Regions from separate parts of the Oryctolagus cuniculus genome. Here region 2 is linked to region 1. A link is a contact called in public Hi-C data. All regions are on one chromosome and are shown on one strand. The core of a region is the stretch at or near the end of the contact, and the rest is flanking DNA. Distances in the headings are between cores, read along the strand shown.

Evidence for each region. Hi-C and Micro-C count contacts between places; a contact is called where the count stands out from the background.
Region 2: a contact with region 1 is called in a Hi-C map of an unstated tissue, with 1.8 times the contacts expected there. The contact joins two enhancer-like sites. A contact is called at or near these places in 3 of 6 Hi-C or Micro-C datasets (ear pinna, psoas muscle and an unstated tissue).

What each region holds. Positions count from the first base shown.
Region 1 is chr4:84,427,359-84,430,203 of mOryCun1.1, forward strand. The region is part of intron 3 of XXYLT1 (xyloside xylosyltransferase 1); the gene reads left to right. Among named protein-coding and RNA genes, the nearest start is that of XXYLT1, 110 kb to the left of the region's middle. Within about 2 kb of position 1,338, at least 1 of the 8 cell types and tissues checked has an H3K27ac peak or open chromatin away from gene starts, as enhancers often do.
Region 2 is chr4:84,579,484-84,582,328 of mOryCun1.1, forward strand. No RefSeq gene overlaps it. Among named protein-coding and RNA genes, the nearest start is that of FAM43A, 170 kb to the right of the region's middle. Within about 2 kb of position 1,393, at least 1 of the 8 cell types and tissues checked has an H3K27ac peak or open chromatin away from gene starts, as enhancers often do.

The DNA of each region.
Region 1 (2,845 bases), core at 88-2,587:
CTAGTGTTTTTAAACATGCCAGGTTCTCAGAACAATGCCTGACCCTAGTGTCCCTGCACGTTGGCGCACTGCTGCCTTCCGCCTTCCCGGAGACTTCCACAGCTCTCTCGCTTGCTCGTCACAAAGCAGTGCCGGAAGTTGGAGTCGTCAGAGCTCCCAGTGAGTGTTCAGCACTGTTTAAATCCCATGAAAGGGGGGGAAATTCAGGAAGTCGCGCTGACCAAGGGCCGGCTCTGGCCAGGCTCTGTGCAGTTTTTAATCCTCATGGCAGCTGCTAGCTGTGTACGAGGGCACTTGGAACAGTTCATGGAAAACAGAAGTAAAAGATCAGCTTATTTAGGCACAAAAAATTTTGAGATCCATGCATATAAGAGATCTTTAAAAAGTTTGTGGAAAATGCAGTTATGGAAAAGCTCATGCATGGCTTTCAAAATCCTTTTGCACTCAAGTAAACTCACCTTTAATTCCATTTTTCCATGAACTTTTTGAAGTACCTGCATGTTATTGTTCCCATCTTATAGGAAGCTAACTTCAGAGAGGACCAGCACCTTCCCTAACATGACTCAGCACGAGGGGCTGCACAAGGAAGAGTCCAGATCGGGGCGGGCGCTTGGCTGAGCGGTTAGGGTACTCACATTCCATCTGAAGTGCTCAGGTTTGATCCCAGCTCCAGCACCTGACTCCAGCCTCCTGCTAATACAGACATGGGAGGTAGCAGCAGCTCGAGTTAGTAGGTCCTTACACCCGCATGGAGACCTGGATTACGTTCCCGGCTCCTGACTTCGGCCTGGCCCAGTCTTGGCTATTGCACAGGTGGAAGAACTCTCTGTCCCTGTATCTACACAAACATGCACACATACATGCACGCACACACACACACACCTTCCACCTTCTGGCTGAAAACCAACCCAGAACCCTGAACCAGGCTCTGAAACCCTTGTTCTCTTGGCTGGGACTAGGAAATGCGTGTGTCTGTGGTCCTGACCGGAATGTTTGGGGAGATGGCGGCTGGGGAAGCCCTGCCCTTTGTCATCTGGGGAGTGAGCACAGTGGACCAGGGTGGACAGATATTCTGGAACTAGCAACTGCAGAACATCAAGCGAACCCCCGTTTGCCCTGTGTTCAGCTGAACAGCAGAGGCCTTCGGCCAAGACGTCAACGGCTGAGACATCAGAAAGCCTTGCTTACTCTTCTTGGTGCAAATGGTCTGTTGACTTTAGGAATCCCCGTAACCATCTTTTCCGCCTGTCAGCCAGCCAGGTGTGCCCGCCTGCCAGTTGCTGTTAGCACCCACATCATTCGCTGAGCATTTATGCAGAGAATTTAGTGCCAAGTAAACTGTGGAAAAAATGAGTTGCTGAGGCATTTATAGCTAGTGCTGATGTACACTTTGCATATATAGTGGGCAGGCTCTGAATCAAGATCCAGCAATTGGGATGAGCAAATGATGCCCCTCCCCACCCCACCAACGAGAAGCGTGCAGTAAGGACGTTTTACTGCCCTTTTAAATCTTCGAGTTAATGTTTTTACAAATTATGTTGTGTTGTAACTGAGACCATCCAGGCCCAAGCTCTCTGCAGACAGTAAATGTTGGACGCCTCGTCTGCCAACGTTGCCAGCTTGAAGGAAGGAGAATTCTGTGAGAAAATCATGGTCTCAGGGCTGGCACTGTGATACAGCAGGTTAAGCCACCACCTGCATCGCTGCCATCCCTTATGAGTGCCAGTCCACATCCTGGCTTCTCTGCTTCTGATCTAGCTCCCTGCTAGTGTACCTGGGAAGGCAGCGGAGGATGGCCCACATAACTGGGCCCCCACCACCCATGTGGGAGACCCAGATGGAGTTCCAGGCTCCTGGCTTCAGCCTGAACCCATCCTGGCTATTGTGGCCATCTGGGGAGTGAACCAATCGACGGAAGCTTCCCTCTGTGTCTCTTCCTCCACCTGTAGCTCTGCCTTTCAAATAAATAAATTTAAAAATTTATAGATATGATTTATATTCATTGTAAATATATATGTACATATACATTTATAATGGGGCATATATATATACACACACACACATGTATATATATGAGGCATATATGTGTCATGATTCCAGAGTTGGTGCCTATGGTGGTGGGTGGGAGGGCTAGAGATGGCAGGATAGTATTCACACTCGGTCCCTTTACTGTTTGCAGATGCTCTCAATGACAGGTGCACTCCTTGTAAGAATCACCAGGCACTGTTACACGCCTACCCCGGGAGAACTCTCCTAACCAGGTGCCATATACATGAGCCCATCTGCACTTGGACCAGCTCAGTCCTTCCCCTTTCCCCTCCCTTCACCCCCCTTTCCCTCCCCCTTCCCTACCTCTCTCTTTCATTGTTATGAATTGAATTGTGTTCCCCAAAATTCGTATGTTGAAGTCCCCGCCACCACTGCCTCCGAAGGTGACCTTGTTTGGAAGCAGGGTCCCTGCGGTTATAACTAGCGCAGGGAAGCTCACGAGGGCAGGCATTGATGCAGGGTGACAGGTGCACTTACGAAAAAAGAGGAGGTTCCGACACAGGCACTCTCACGGGAACGCCATGTGAGATGAATGAAGGCAGACATCAGGAATTCGCTTCTGCCAAGTAAGGGATGGCAGAGATGACCAGCAAACCACAGGAAGCTGGGGGGCAGCGTGGGGCAGACGCCATGGGATGCTAAGTTCCTATTGTTTAAGACGTGCAGTTTGTGGCACTTTATGTATACACACACACACACACACGCACAGAGGAGAGCGAGCCGGGTTGTTACTGCCTTCTCCTTAGCACGCCCATTAAGGTTGTGACTGGGATTTTGGCCTGAGCTACGGTGGCAC
Region 2 (2,845 bases), core at 143-2,642, 150 kb after region 1:
CCGTGCCTTCCCAGGGCAGGAGTGCAGCCCCCACCCCTGTGAAGAGAAGCATTCAAGATGAGCCTGCTCTCAGCTACTGTCCCCAGGTCAGAAACCTGACTCAGCCACCATGACCAGCACTGATGCCAAGCAAGCAGTGGCACAAGCCAAAGAGGACACAGAGGTTAGCAAGACACAGCAGCCACCATGGGTGGCCCAGGGGCCATCCAGGGCAGCAAATGAGCTCCTCAAATAACTGTAGTACAAGGTAGAAGAATCAGAAGAAGAAATCACCTCCATGCCAAGGACATGCAGGAGGAAAAAGATCACAGGTGGGAGTCCAGAGGGCCCTGGGGGGCAGGCGGCCCTCACAATCCATCAGACAAACCCCACAGGCGCTGGCAGGTCAGTTGGTGGCTTGGGTGTGGGTGTCCTGAAGCTCCAGGCAGCCCAGGGATCAGCCACAGGGTGCATGCCCGCTGAAGCCTGCCCTTGACCCACCAGGTATCTGCAGGCTGCATCAGGGGCATTCCTCGGGGCATGGCCAGGGTGGGCCATCAGTGTCAACCCACATGGCGAGAAAGGGGCGTATGTCGGGTAACCCCAGGACGTCTCGCCTGGCCAGGGGCTGGGGCTCCCTCCATGTGGGGTTTAGCTAGACAGGTTGACCTGAGGGTGCCACGGGTGCAGGGCAATGGTAGGCTGAGCACCTGGTGGAGCTTTGCCGCCCTTTGGAGGCGAGATGGGGTGGGGCACCTGGTCTTCCTGGAGCTGGGCCTCTCCCGCCCAAGGCCTGCCGACACCCCCTCTGGCTGTGCTGCCTAGGGCATGCCAATCATGCTGCCGGTCAATATTGACCCACCTGAGGTTTGTGAGGTGATAACATGTCGGAGGCTGCTTTGTGCTCGCCGGGCACTGAGGAAGGTGGGAGAAGGCTTCTCATTCACCGCTTCCCCGTGAACATGACTGAGCCTTTCCCAGCCGGGCAAACACTGCCAGCCCTGATAATGCCCAGAAGGCGGCCCAAGAAGACAACAGGCAGGTGCCTGTTTGCCAAGGGAGCGGTGAAGGACCCGCGTTCCTGGGCCGTGGGAGGCCCCGCACACTGGCCCGTGGCTCCCAGAGTGCTCCAGCGCTGCGGCTCTGGGGACAGCAGAGCCACGGCAGGGTAATCCATGCTCTCCACCCCAGCCAGCCAGGCAGCTGGGCCCCCACAGCCTCCCAGGGAGGAGCTGTCAGGGATGCTGTAGAGAAATGACAGTGATGTTGCTAAGTGGGTACGTGCAACAGGAGCGAGCAAGCCTGCCTCTCCCGGCCTCCCCCGTGTCATTTTTCCAGGTGCTGATGCTGGAGAGTGTGTTGGGGCCCCTCTGGGATCCACGCCCCACAGATCCTCTGGAACACAAGCAAAGGAGAGGAGACACCTGGGTGGAGGTGGAGGCCAGGGCTCTGGGCTCCTCCTGCTGCTCCCGGCAGGGGCTCTGCTCAGCAGGCCCAGTCCCCTCCTGGCCCTCGGGCTCCCCCCTCTGCTGAGCTGCCTCCCCTCGGATTCCCGTCTCCCATGGTTTCACCTTCTCCATCACTAGGTTTGGGAGTTCTGGCCTGAGTGTGACCTGACCTGGCTTCTCCATCACTAGGTTTGGGAGTTCTGGCCTGAGTGTGACCTGACCTGGCTTTCACCAGTGTCCCAGGGCCCCCTCTGGAAGGCCGGCACCACCATCCCCCTCCCTCCTCTTCCTCCTCCTCCCTCCCTTTTCGGCCTTCCTCTAGGGGGGCTGCCCTGGAAAGCACAGGAAGGGGCTGGGCTGGCCTGGCTGCTGCAGCTGAGAGCTGGGGGTGGGGAAATCAGGAAACCCAGGCTGGATTCCAGAGTGGGTTGGAAAGTTCCCTGAGCCACCAGGATCAGAGAAAAAAAGCTGCAGAACCCTGCTTGGCAAAGGCTGTTTGAAATTGCGCTGAAGCCATGACGCTTCCGTGTGGAAGCCCAGCCTGCCAGCGAGGAGCAGCACGGCTTTTTGTTCATTCTTACACACGGAATGCACGCTCACAGCGAAGAAGCACGGGAACACAGAAGTCCCCCCAGCCCACGCACCCTGGTGCCACACGTCCACCTGCCGGGGGCCAACTGGTAACAATGTCTTGGTCGGGTTTTAAAGAACCAAAGTTCAGGACTGAAGCTATGGAAGCCAGCTGGACTCTAGCTGGTGTGTTTGGGATGGAGAGAGGAAGTGTGTGTGTGTGTGTGTGTGCGCGTGCGCACACACCCACACAGGTATGTAAGTGTGAACCATAATTTATGAACACGGGCTCTGGTATCCGCTGCCTCCTCTCCTCCTAGCTGCCTGGGCGATTAGCTCGATTTTTATTTTGGTTCCTCCTTTTTATCCTTTGTTGTTCGTGACCAATACCTGCGGCAACCTACAGATCTTGAACCCTCTGTGAACCTGCAAAAGGCTCACCCTTCTGTGAATCCGTGCCTACCAGGCTCGCCTCCTTCCAGAGCCAATGGGAATGGTTAACAGATCCCAGGTGTAGACGGTCCCAGGTGGCTTATGATGCACTCCACAGCCCGGGGAGGCGCCCACGGTCTCCCCTGTAGAGATGAAGAAACGGAAGCGTAGCCATCTGTCTGAGGGCCTACAGCTGCAAGAGGCAGAGCTGGGTCAAGACGCGGATCCCCAGTGGATACCTGGGGTGACCGTGGGGTCCCTACTGTGACCAGCGGAGCTCACCAGCAGCACAGAATCCCCAGTAGCCTCTCCCAACCGCCTGATGTCATGTGGAACTTTCCAAGATTCACAGGATTATGGGTTACAGTGGTTTTGATCTGCAAATGGCTAACATAATTAGATAACAACCGCATGAT